Regions from separate parts of the Mus musculus genome. Here regions 1 and 3 are each linked to region 2. A link is a contact called in public Hi-C and promoter capture Hi-C data. All regions are on one chromosome and are shown on one strand. Each heading gives the region's core, a stretch centred on a gene start, on an enhancer-like site or on the middle of the called end of the contact. The rest is flanking DNA. Distances are from core to core; before and after follow the strand shown. Region 1 holds the start of Cbx8 (chromobox 8). Region 2 holds the start of Srsf2 (serine and arginine-rich splicing factor 2). Region 3 holds the start of Cbx4 (chromobox 4).

Evidence for each region. Promoter capture Hi-C pulls out the DNA fragments that hold promoters and counts their contacts. Hi-C and Micro-C count contacts between places; a contact is called where the count stands out from the background.
Region 1: a contact with region 2 is called in a promoter capture Hi-C map of pre-B cells, with 3 times the contacts expected there. The contact joins the promoter of Cbx8 here to the promoter of Srsf2 in region 2. A contact is called at or near these places in 3 of 39 promoter capture datasets (embryonic stem cells, liver and pre-B cells).
Region 3: a Hi-C map of B cells shows a contact between it and region 2, with 6 read pairs. The contact joins the promoter of Cbx4 here to the promoter of Srsf2 in region 2. A contact is called at or near these places in 2 of 39 promoter capture datasets (liver and pre-B cells), 1 of 484 Hi-C or Micro-C datasets (B cells) and 1 of 115 datasets of contacts at active chromatin or transcription factors (astrocytes).

What each region holds. Positions count from the first base shown.
Region 1 is chr11:119,038,333-119,042,414 of GRCm38.p6, reverse strand. Cbx8 (chromobox 8) reads left to right here and starts at 1,502. Exons shown (of 5, transcript NM_013926.1): 1 at 1,502-1,633; 2 at 2,024-2,067; 3 at 2,256-2,321; 4 at 2,417-2,483; 5 at 2,896-3,979. The coding sequence starts at 1,565. The coding sequence ends at 3,738.
Region 2 is chr11:116,851,646-116,855,714 of GRCm38.p6, reverse strand. Srsf2 (serine and arginine-rich splicing factor 2) reads left to right here and starts at 2,621. Exons shown (of 3, transcript NM_011358.2): 1 at 2,621-3,147; 2 at 3,384-3,694. The coding sequence starts at 2,786. The coding sequence ends at 3,687. Mfsd11 (major facilitator superfamily domain containing 11) reads right to left here and starts at 1,715. Exons shown (of 13, transcript NM_178620.4): 1 at 1,542-1,715; 2 at 1,017-1,072. The coding sequence starts at 1,637.
Region 3 is chr11:119,083,976-119,087,905 of GRCm38.p6, reverse strand. It overlaps Cbx4 (chromobox 4), which reads left to right and starts at 1,669. Exons shown (of 5, transcript NM_007625.2): 1 at 1,669-1,957; 2 at 2,106-2,149; 3 at 3,278-3,343. The coding sequence starts at 1,889.

The sequences.
Region 1 (4,082 bases), core at 253-2,752, 2.2 Mb before region 2:
ATCGCGATTTAAATAAATTGTGTGTTCCGAGGTCGGGCTCTGTGATCTGGAGCTTGGGTAGTAAAAGGGCAATGTGGGGATAGCTGCTGTTGAACCCCCCCCCCCCCCGCGCCTCAACAGGGGTTACCACGAGGGGAGGAAAGAGAGCCTAGGAGCAAAAGGTCATTGAGTGTACTCAGGTGTGTAAAAGGGACTGAGGCATCTCTGCGCGACCCTCGTCCCCTACCTGGGACTTGCCATCTTCGCGTCGGGGGTGGGGGTGGGGGTGTCTCTTCCAGGCCGCACTAGATACCGCCACACCCCTCAAAGTCCATACTGATGTTTGTCGGGAATCCCCCGCTTACGCTTACGTCGTCTAGAAGAGCCCGAGACAGAAAGTGCACTAGCTCTGCACCCAGGTCTGGAGCAGAGCCGCGGCGCCTCCAGAGCTAGCCAGGCTCTAGGCTCTGCCTCGATGGTCATAGGCTCCTTAAACCCACCCAGGCCGGGACAGATGTGGTCAGGGTTGACTTCTCTCAGGACTGAGGAGTGGATTGGACGGAAACTGCAGGCTGGGTCAGGAATAGAGGCTGGGGCAGGGCAGCTGAGACTTGGGGACAATGAGGGTGGGAAGAGGAGGCTCGCGACCCCTCCTGCAGGGTCTCGCTTCAGGATGGATTCAGGCGGTAAACACTGGCTTGTGCCAGTCTGCTTTGGGCTTCTGAGCCCGGAGAAGCGCCCACGCCAGCTCGCAGGACCCGGAGGGTGGACGCGGGCAGCGCTATGCGACTGGAGACCAAGAGCAGGCTCATTGATTTGTTAGCTGGATGGGACTGGTGAAGAAGGGAGGAGGGGGCGTTGCCATGGAGACCCAGGGTGCGCGGCCGCAAGGGAGGGGTCAGGGAATTAGTAGGTTCGGCGCAAGCGACGTAGGTCCGGGGGTTCGGGCGCGGCTCGATGCGCCCCAGCACCTGTGCATTGTGCATCAACGGCGGCTGGCGACCAGGATGGCGCCAGCTAGGGCATGGGCAGGTGGGGAGGGCCTGGGTCTGCAGAGGGGCAGCGCCTGGCTGGCACCTACGCAGGGAGCCCTAATAGCTCGGCGGGGCAAGCCACGCACCCGGGGAAACGCTGGGCAATCAGGCAGGGGGGCCAGGGGCGGGAGCCTAGGGCAGCGGCCCCCCTGTCCAGCCGTGCAGACTGACAGCAGCCGGGCCCGCCCCGCTTGGCGTCACTTCCGCTGACGGCTCGCTCCCCCTCCCTCTGGGTCTCTGGAGTGGACAGAGACCCCGCCTCCTGGCTATTGGAACGCGGGTCACGTAGCAACGCAGGGGAGACGGGGAGAGGGGCGTGGCCGGGCGCTAGTCCAATCAGCGCCCGCAGAACGGGCCCAGGACGCTTGGCTTTAGCAACGTCGTTAGCAACACGTGGGGCGGGAGGAAGCGCTGGGAGGGGGTGGAGGGAGGGAGAGTGCGCGGGGGAGGGAGGAGAACTGACGTCAGCGGGAGAGTATTATGGGCTGTCGAGGGCTGGCTGCTGCTTTTCTGCTCCTGGAAGCGGCTGAGGGGGGAAGCGGCGAGTCAACATGGAGCTCTCGGCGGTGGGGGAGCGGGTGTTCGCGGCCGAAGCCCTCCTGAAGCGGCGCATTCGCAAAGTAGGTGAAGGGGAAGGCGGGCGGCGACGCGAACTCTCCCTCACCAGGGCCCAGGCTCCCTCCCCTTGCTGCAGCCCAGCCTCCCTTCCCCCAGGTCCCAGCAGCGGCCGCGGCCGTGGCGGCGGCGGCGGCGGCTCAGCCCCAGCGCTCTCCTTAGACTTGCAGCCCTGCACAGATTGCATGGATGGGGGGTGGGGTGGGGGATGAATGCCGGTGCATGCACTTTGTGCAGCGTTTCTGCAGGGGTGCTGCAGTGGACTGGTTCCTTTGGCGGTAGTGTTTGGAGCATTCATTTGGTGCATGCATTTTCGTGTGTATTTCTTGTGTCCTCGTCATGCATTTCTCCCCACGCACACACATACACAAGCATTTTCCCTTTTGCATCTGCAGGGACGCATGGAATATCTCGTGAAATGGAAGGGCTGGTCGCAGAAGTAAGTAGGTTATATGCAATCGCTACCCCACACTGATATCGAGGAGGGTTCTTTCTTCCTCTTTTCCCCTTCACATTGAAATACAACACAAGGCAGCCGGAAAAGTTGCACACACATACACGCCCTCCACTCTGTCCTCTCTCTCCTGCTCCAGGGACTGATGCTCCATTCTTCCTGGTTTCCTTTAGGTACAGCACGTGGGAGCCCGAAGAAAATATTCTGGATGCTCGCCTCCTTGCAGCCTTTGAGGAAAGGTACAGACCCTTAGCCTAGCCACTCACTAGAACCCATACACGCTGACTTCGGTGCAGCCAGGACACACCCCCTTCTCTCTCTTTTCTTTCTTTAGGGAACGGGAGATGGAGCTCTATGGCCCCAAAAAGCGAGGACCCAAGCCTAAAACCTTCCTTCTCAAGGTATGTTGCGATCTCCAGAGGTGGAGTGTGCCGTTCAGGGAGGATCTGCAGGGCTTGTAAATCAATGGGTGCCCTTGCCTTGTGTGTATTTGTAATCTGGACTTCTGTCAGAGGCCCCATCACGGAGTTCTAGAGGCAGGACTTAGCTGCACCAGAAGGCCTTCATTCCCACCCCCCCTCCAGCCATCCCAAGTAGACCTCTGTTACACAAGGAGTCTGTTGGTTGCAAATGGCTTCTTCCAGACAAACCCTCATTCCCCTCCCCCAGACTATTACTAAGAGCCCACCTCCCCACTCAATTAGAATTTCCCAGGCATCCAGGGAAAGTTGGGCAGTCAAGGCTAGAGGTCGTGGGGGGGTGGGGTGGGCGGGGGCGGGGCTTTTTTCTCCTCACAACAACTTCCTTCTGCAGGCCCAGGCCAAGGCAAAGGCCAAAACCTATGAATTCAGAAGTGACTCTACCAGAGGCATCCGGATCCCTTACCCAGGCCGCTCACCCCAGGATTTGGCGTCTACTTCCAGGGCCCGAGAGGGCCTGCGGAACACGGGGCTACCCCCACCAGGGAGCAGCACCAGTACCTGCAGGGCAGACCCACCTCGGGACCGGGACCGAGAGAGGGACAGGGGTACCAGCCGTGTAGACGACAAGCCCAGCTCACCGGGGGACAGCTCCAAGAAACGAGGACCGAAACCCAGGAAGGAGCCCCTGGACCCTTCACAGAGACCTTTGGGAGAGCCCAGTGCCGGCCTTGGAGAGTACCTGAAAGGCAGGAAGCTGGATGAGACCTCTTCTGGGACAGGAAAGTTCCCAGCTGGCCACAGTGTGATCCAGCTTGCTCGAAGGCAGGACTCAGACCTGGTGCAATATGGTGTGACCAGTCCTAGCTCAGCAGAGGCCTCGAGCAAGTTGGCTGTGGACACCTTTCCAGCCAGGGTAATAAAGCACAGGGCTGCTTTCCTGGAGGCCAAAGGCCAAGGTGCCCTGGACCCTGGTGGTGCCAGGGTTCGACATAGTTCAGGCACCCCAGCCTCAGTGGGAAGCCTGTATCGGGACATGGGGGCGCAAGGGGGAAGGCCCTCCCTCATCGCCAGGATCCCAGTGGCCAGGATCCTGGGGGACCCAGAGGAAGAGTCCTGGAGCCCCTCTCTGACTAACCTGGAGAAAGTGGTCGTTACAGATGTGACCTCAAACTTTTTGACCGTCACCATTAAGGAGAGCAACACGGACCAAGGATTCTTTAAGGAAAAAAGATGAATTGCCGGGGTGGGAGCCCAGGACCAGTGCAGGGGAGAGTGAGCTCAAATGGCTTAGTGCTTTTTATTTCTGGGTGACTGTGGCCTCTGGCTGGTCCTGTCCTTCTTCACACCCCTCTTCCCTTTCATTCCTCCGTCCTCAGTTCTGGCTGGAAAATTATCTCTAGAGTTCTATTTTCTATTAGATGTAAATATGTTATTTAAGAGAAAAATATCTAAATATATATATTTCAACTCTTGAAGTTCTTTTATTTAAACGAGGAGAGAGAGAGAGAGAAAGAGAGAGAGACTGTGGTTTGGTAGGGGAGATAGACTGAGCTGGCACAGGAGGGGCCCCTGTCCCTG
Region 2 (4,069 bases), core at 1,372-3,871:
TTTGTTTTGTTTTGTTTTTTTGAGACAGGGTTTCTCTGTATAGCCCTGGCTGTCCTGGAACTTACTCTGTAGACCAGGCTGGCCTTGAACTCAGAAATTCACCTGCCTCTGCCTCCCAAGTGCTGGAATTAAAGACGTGCGTCACTACTGCTCAGCTTCAGCATAAAAATCTTTGTTTTTTTTTTTTTTTTTTTTCTTTTTGTTGTTTTTCGAGAAAGGGTTTCTCTGTATAGCCTTGGCTGTCCTGGAACTCACTTTGTAGACCAGGCTGGCCTCAAACTCAGAAATCCGCCGCCTCTGCCTCCGAGTGCTGGCATTAAAGGCGTGCGCCACCACGCCCAGCTTCAGCATAAAAATCTTAAAGCTTCTGATGAAATTATAAATTGAGAATGAGATTACAAAGCCTCAAAAATCCAATGTTTCAACAACTACAGCACTGTTCAGGATTAGAACATGATTTTGACAAGACTTGCATGCATATTGAGCCAGAAGCACTATACTGCCTGCATAGCCATGATCTTAGTAAAGAACCTGGGGTCACAGAGCTAACTTGCTGAACGTAGCAAAGCATCCCAGTTCTGAAGCCAGGCTTTCAATCCCAAAGCCTCCTAATTCTACAGAAGACCTTTAGTCATCATCGTAAAAGAATTTACCATCACGCTTATTTATTTTGGGATTCACGGCATGCACCCCCATGCCTGCTCTGTAACTTTATTACTACATTTTAAAATTTATGTTTGTATGGTAGGAGAGTGTTCTCCTGCGTGGAAGACACATGAAAACCTGCAGGAGCTGGTTCTCTTCTTCCACCACGTAGGTTCTGAGGATTAATCCACGTACTCTGGGAGGTATGGGTCTGTATCTACTGATCTACCTGGGTGGCTCAAACCTCAGAAAAAGAGAGACAGATTTGACACAATCATGGCTACTCTTCAGTTACAACATGTTATTGCTGGTTTTCCTGAGATGGATGGAACTATGACATGCAAAATAAAGTCATGCACACAGTACAATACCTGGTATATCCACTGCCATGAAAATCTGTGCTATTTAAGCTCCTGATGACAGTTTGCTGTGTGGAAGATAAAACTAATCAACAAAAATGTCTTGCCATCTCCCTCCCCGCAGGAAAGTCTAAATACTCAAAAAAAATGTTATGATCCACACCTCTCACCCAAGCCCACCATGAGAGGAGAAAAAAACCGACTCAATTGCCGCAGAAGATATACTCGAGATGGGGAAACAGATAATCAACTGTACCCACAAGCCACCCAAGCACTAAATACAGAGTTTAACATTCACAAAAATTAAAGTAACTATGGTCCATACTCAAATTGCAAGCCGCATCTGAGTATTAAACGAAAGTGTTTAACACCACGTAAACGCGAAATATCTGATACACAAAATTAAGAAAACGAGAAAGGGTAGGCTGAAAAACAGGAGGTGCAATCTTGGCGTGGTAGCGGACATAAACGTTTATTGTCACAGCTGGAATGCATTCAGACGGGCATTCAAAGGAAGGAGTACAGATTCCAACTCACCGCCACATTTCCACAAGTCTGAAAGGCGGTGAACATAAACATAAAGGCAACTCCTAAAATAACGATGTTGAAAAGCTTTTTAGACTCCGGGGACATTTTGGCTCCGCTTGCTCAGAGGCCAGCAGCGGCCCAGGACAGTCACCTCTTCTCCTCCAGTCGAACCCCCTGACAGCCCTGAGGGAAGAAACCAGATGAGAGAACCACGAAGCCAGACTGCCGATTTCCAATCTTGGGATGGGAATCGTGGGTTTAAGGGAAATCTCTCCCCACCGGTACAGTCGGGACCCTCCGGGGACGCGACCGAGTGCAGAGGAGACCCGGGGTCTACCCGCCGCAACTCCAGTTGCAGGGAACGGGATCCGGGGCAAGGACGAGCAGTAGCAGCTGCTGGGGCCCGCCCTCCCGGCCTGACTCACAGCAGATCACGAGACCGGTCAGCTGACCAGAGTCTGGTCGCAGCGCCCGCCGGGAAATGTAGTCCCGGCGCCCCGTGGGGGGAGGGGAGGGTACGGCCGCACGCTGTGGCTAGCGCGTACTTTAGGTCTACACTACCCGTCCCTTCGTAGAGAGCAAAGGCCCCGAGAAGTGAAACCAAGGCAGCGAGCCTCAGTCAGGAGCGGCGGGAGAGGGGAACGTGAGGTGGCCCCGGGACACAGAGAGGCAAAAGAGAGCGCAAGAACCGGCTCTGACAGGCGGGACTGAAGGCTGGGCGGAACGGCGCGTGGAGCCCGGGCATTGGCGTGGGGAAGGGGCGGGGCTCTGGTGGGGCGCGCTTCCTCTTTCTCCCTCCATAGAGCCTCGTTCTTCCCCTTCCCCGCGCTCTCGCGGACGCACCCACGGTAGAGCATTTGGCGGGCTTTCTAACTGCCTTCTCTGGCTGCTCCCCCGCCCCACCGCAGTGACTGCGCGCTTTCCGCCCGCCCGCCGCGCGGTGCGCAGGCGCACCTGGGAGGGGCGGGGCGCGCGGCGGCGACGTTACGCAACACGGCCGAATGGGCCAATCAGGAGATTCATTTCCGGGTGGCGCGGGCGCCATTTTGTAAGGGTGGGTATAAATGCGCGCTGGGGCCCGCCCGCTCGCTTAGTTGCTGCTCAGGCGTCCGTCAGGTTCGGGTGCTCTGCGGCGGCCTTGCGGCTCCCTCCCTACCCACGAGGACTGTAGCTACCGAGCGCCTGACGGAGCTGCGTTTCCGGAGAGCGAGGGCCTGTCCGGGGCGTTAGGGTCTCGGCGCCGCTTCGCAGCCATGAGCTACGGCCGCCCGCCTCCCGATGTGGAGGGCATGACCTCCCTCAAGGTGGACAACCTGACCTACCGCACCTCGCCCGACACCCTGAGGCGCGTCTTCGAGAAATACGGGCGCGTCGGCGACGTGTACATTCCGCGGGACCGCTACACCAAGGAGTCCCGGGGCTTCGCCTTCGTCCGGTTCCACGACAAGCGCGACGCCGAAGACGCCATGGACGCCATGGACGGGGCGGTGCTCGACGGCCGCGAGCTGCGGGTGCAGATGGCGCGCTACGGCCGCCCGCCCGACTCGCACCACAGCCGCCGGGGCCCGCCACCCCGTCGGTACGGCGGCGGCGGCTACGGGCGGCGGAGCCGCAGGTGAGCGGGGCCCGGGGCGGAGCGGGAGGCGGACGGGCACAAAGGTACGCGGAGCACGTGGAGCCAGCCCCTCCCTCGCGGCCGGGGTGGCAGCAGGGCCGGGCCACTCCGTGCGAGACCCCGCCTCGCGGCAAGGGAAATGGCGCCTGGCAGCCAGATAATGGCGGCGGGGCGGGCGGGGCGGGACCGGCGGCCTGCAAGCTCACCCTGTCGCTTCGTTCACGTCCCACTCGCAGCCCTCGGCGACGCCGGCGCAGCCGATCTCGAAGCCGGAGTCGGTCCAGGTCGCGAAGCCGCTCCCGCTACAGCCGCTCCAAGTCTCGGTCCCGCACTCGCTCGCGCTCCAGATCAACCTCCAAGTCCAGATCTGCCCGAAGATCCAAGTCCAAGTCCTCCTCCGTCTCCAGATCCCGCTCGAGGTCAAGGTCCAGGTCGCGATCGAGAAGCCCTCCGCCCGTGTCGAAGCGAGAGTCCAAGTCTAGGTCGCGGTCCAAGAGCCCACCCAAGTCTCCAGAAGAAGAGGGAGCAGTTTCTTCCTAAGAAAATGGTAATGTCTGCGGGAATCTGAGACACGCCCTAACTCCCGTGGGGTATGGAGTAGGTTTTTTGAGCCTTGTTAGCATAAAGACTCCTGGTGTTAAGAGTACTACTGCTCTGAAGTTACTCAGCTTTGGGAGTGATGCTGAAGAGGGGTCTGCAGAGAGGATTGTGTAAAGCTTAGATAGTAATGGCTGTTTCATGCTGTTTGAGACCTATTAATGAAAATGACTATTTCTTGCTGTTTTTATCCAACGTCTGCATTTTCCCCCTTTAAAGCTGCGGTCTCCTGTTTTATCAAAGAATATTGGCCAGTATTGCAGATTTTAACTGATTTGGCTGATCCTCCAGGGACCAGTTTCTGTGGGCGTGTATTGGAGCAGGT
Region 3 (3,930 bases), core at 420-2,919, 2.2 Mb before region 2:
GTGGAGTCAGCGTGTGTGTGCAACATCAAACTAACCGTCTGAAGACTTTTACTGGATGCCTGGGAAAACACAAGCCCTGGCAGGCTTTTGGGGGTTCACTTCTGCACCTGGCCCTTCGCAAGTCATCACAACATAGTCCTCACCAGGCACCCTGAGACGCAATAAAAGCAGGGACAGAGACTCGGACGTCTCCTTGCCCTCCCCCTCCGTCGACCCACTCTCCTCTTTTGCGCTTTTTCTGTCTCTGTGGACGCTCAGCCAAGGGATTGCGCAAGCTTCCTGCTCCACGTTCTTCAGGAGCCCTGAGCTGGGGCCCCGGACGCACCACAGGCAAGGCACACCCTTACCCTCCCACTTAGAATGGCATGTTCTCTGTCAAGTCTACCCACTGCGACCCCACGGATCTCCCAGGCCCACTGTGGCGCCCTCGGAAGGCCGCGTCTGGCGCAGCAGCTCCCCCAGCCGGACGCTGGCGCTGAATACCCCTGAACGTGCGGGGCTGGCCGGCTCCGAGGTGCTAAACTTCACACTCCAGGGCTCCAAAGGCCGCGTCAGCAGGGCTTGGCTGTCAGAGACCAGAGGACGGGAATTCAGGAAGACACTGTGGCTCCTTGGCCATTTCCCCTCCCCTTCTCGCAGTCCACTCATCCACCAACCCTCCGCCTCAACATCTACTTGGTCCTCCCCACTCTTACTTTTGAGGCTCTTCCATGAAGCCCCACGAAGTCCCCTTGGACCCCCCAGACTCATTCACCCCCATATTCATTCTCTCTCTCTCTCTCTCTCTCTCTCTCTCTCTCTCTCTCTCTCTCCCCCTCTCTCTCTCTCGCTCTCTCTCTCTCTCTCTCTCTCTTCTCCCAGCATCTCAGACTAAGCAAGAGGCCTTGCTTAGAAACTGCCCCTTCCCCGCGAATGAGTGAACCAAGTGTAAATTAGAAGCCGTTCAGAATCTTGGGTGGCATCGGATTCAGAGCCCCTTTCTGCTGAGGTTCTTGAGTGCTAAATGCCCCGTGGCCAGCTGTTTCTTTGTCCCTGTCTTCGCCTCTCCGTGCTCCTCCACTTGTCCAAGTCCTCAGTCTTCTGGCTCTTTCTCTCCCCACCTCGCGGCCTAAATGCCCAGAGACTGGCGGGGCGGGGCGGTGGGCACCGAGGGTGGGGTCCTGAACTGCCCCCGCCTCCATTCCGCCCCCTGCCGGAAAGTCCCCTGTGCTTCCAGAGCTCTGCTGGACAGATGTAGTTGGGAGCAACTGTAAAGTGCAGCGGGTGCTTCCGTGGCCCCCAGCAGGGATCCCCGGGCCTTGCACAAGCAGAAACAGAGGCCGAGGGTGGGGACGGGAGAGTCCCAAGTGTCCGGCTGCGGATCAGAGTGGGCCCGGTCGAGGTGCCCACCCTGGCCGCCTAGGCAGAGACACCTCTATTCCGCGGCCCCAGCTCACTTTCCCGGCTCTCAGATCCCTCCCCTGCACCTCCCCGCGCCCTCCTCCTCCCCAGCCTCCTCCCGCGCCCTCCTCCTTCCCTGCTGCCCAGACCGGGGGCCTCGGGTAGGCCGGGCTGCGCCAATCCGAGGCGCGTCCCGCCTCCTGACGCCGAGCTGGGCCCTGCGAGGCCCCGCCCGCTGACGTCCGGGATTTGCATGAGTTCTCGTGCCGCGGCGGCCCGGGCTCAGTTGTCTGAGCGAGCGAGCGAGCGAGCGAGCGCGAGCTGAGAGCCGGCGGGTGCAGGCAGCGGCGGCGGCGGCGGCGGCCAGGCTGTTGAGGGGCGAGTGGCGGCGGCGGGGGCCGGGCGCGTGGCGAGGTCCACGCGCAGGATCGTATCGGGGCGCCGGCGGGAGCTAGCTGTGTCTGCAGCCGCGCCGGCCGCTTGCGCCCCTGAGCGCTCGGGTTCGGCCATGGAGCTGCCAGCTGTTGGCGAGCACGTCTTCGCGGTGGAGAGCATCGAAAAGAAGCGGATACGCAAGGTAGGGGTGGCGCGCGGGTGGCGGCGCCGAGGCGCGGGAGCGGCGGCGGGAGCAGCGAGCGAGAGGCGCGGAGGGGGTGGGGAGGCTGCGGGCCGGAGCCGGGGATCCCGCGGAAGCTGATGGAGTGCTGTCTCTTCCCCCCCTACAGGGCAGAGTGGAGTATCTGGTGAAATGGAGAGGCTGGTCCCCCAAGTAAGTGGCGGCGGGGGCCGGGTGCCTCGGCACCAAGCGCCCTGGCCAGCAGACCCGTGGAGCTGGTGGGGTGGTGGGGGAGCGGACGGGAGGCGGGGTGGAGGTGGGGTGGAGAGAGGAGGGGGTGGGGAAGTCGGTGGCAGGCACTGGGAAGCGGAGCAGCCGAGCCCGAGCCGGGCGCCCTGTGTTGTGCTCCGCTCTCCGGGAAATGCCATCACTAATTTATGCGCTAAAAGGAGCCGGAGGAGCTGGAGAGACGCGGGGCCGAGCCCGGGAGGCCGGCGGAGGGAGGGAGGGCGCAGGCACTGACTGATGTGCAGCAGAAAATGGCTCCTTTCCCCTTTCCCTCCACCGAACGGCTCCATATTGCAAAACCAAAAAAAAAAAAAAAAATTTTTTTTAAAAGCGACGAAAATGCAATTGTATGCGTCCTCCCTCCTGGTGGTGCAGGGTAGGGAAGAAAAAAGACAGAAAATGTTGGGAACTGTCACTGCAGCTCTTTCGATGGGGAATTTTTTTTTTAATTTGAAATGCGAAGGCACCGGATGGAGACAGGCGCAGGCACACACACACACACACACACACACACACACACACTCGGAGAGGGAGAGGGAGAGGGAAAGAGAGGCATATTTTTGTACTGCTGAGTATTTGGGGTTTGCTTGCCAGTGACAGCGGTCTCCTGGGCCTTGAGGGGGGCGCTGAGCTGTGAGTTACCGGATTAGGGGTCCAATGCAGACCAGCTGAAGCCCTACTGGAGACTTGGGCTGGGGATAGGGAGGGGGACTGCGACTTTGCTTTTGGGCTGCTTTGCACGGAGGGTTTCTGGAGAGGAAAGTGGCCTTGGAACACGTCACAGTAACATGCTTAAAATTCTTGACGACTGCAAAATAAACTGCTAGTTTCGTTTTCTTCACCCCCTCCTTTCCTCCTGCCCTTGTGTGTGTATTTTAACTTGGGGGGTAATCAAGGGCCATGTTAAGCCTTAAGAAACCTACTGTCTACCCTCCACATCCATAGCCTTTGATTCAGGAAGCCACATAGGGCCTTATGTCATTCCCAACCTGGCCTTTTTTTTTTCTTACACTCTGCCCCCCCTCCCCGCCCCGTTCCTTTTTCACTTGCAAGATATAACACGTGGGAACCAGAGGAGAACATCTTGGATCCCCGGCTGCTGATCGCCTTCCAGAACAGGTGAGCAGCCTGCTGCCCTGGCCATACATAGGTGGGCCATAGGGGATGGATGACTGCTTGCAGCAGTGGGAAAAGGGGAAGGGGTGGGAGGGGGCAGGCAGGAGCCCCACCCCCAACAAATCCGGATGGGCAAGGCTGCGGCCTGGGCTTCTCTAACCAACGTCCTTGGCGGTTGCTGCAGCTTGGGAGTGGGGGCAGGGTAGGGCTGGGGAAGGTAGGCTTGTGTTTTGGGAAACTGCTGGAAGACTACGTGGGGATGACCCTGGATCTGCCTAGGAATACTGTACCTGAATTTCCGTGACCCCCTCCCTTGGCAACCTTGGAGCCCCACCCCCAGAGCCTAGGTGTTGCTTTCTGCAGCCACTGCTGGCTTGGCACGGGCACCTCGCGGGGCAGCTCTGAAGGAGCTGGCATTGTGAAACCGCCCCGAACGTCATGGAACTGAACTTAACCTTTTGGCAACCGGATAAAAGTTGACAAGGCCTTATGCCCCCAACCTCCGGGAGGAGGGGCTGGGGGACAGTGAATAGATGCTGTCCCGAGCCTGAGCGCCTCACAACCTTCGCTGCTGTATTTTGTGGGGTAAA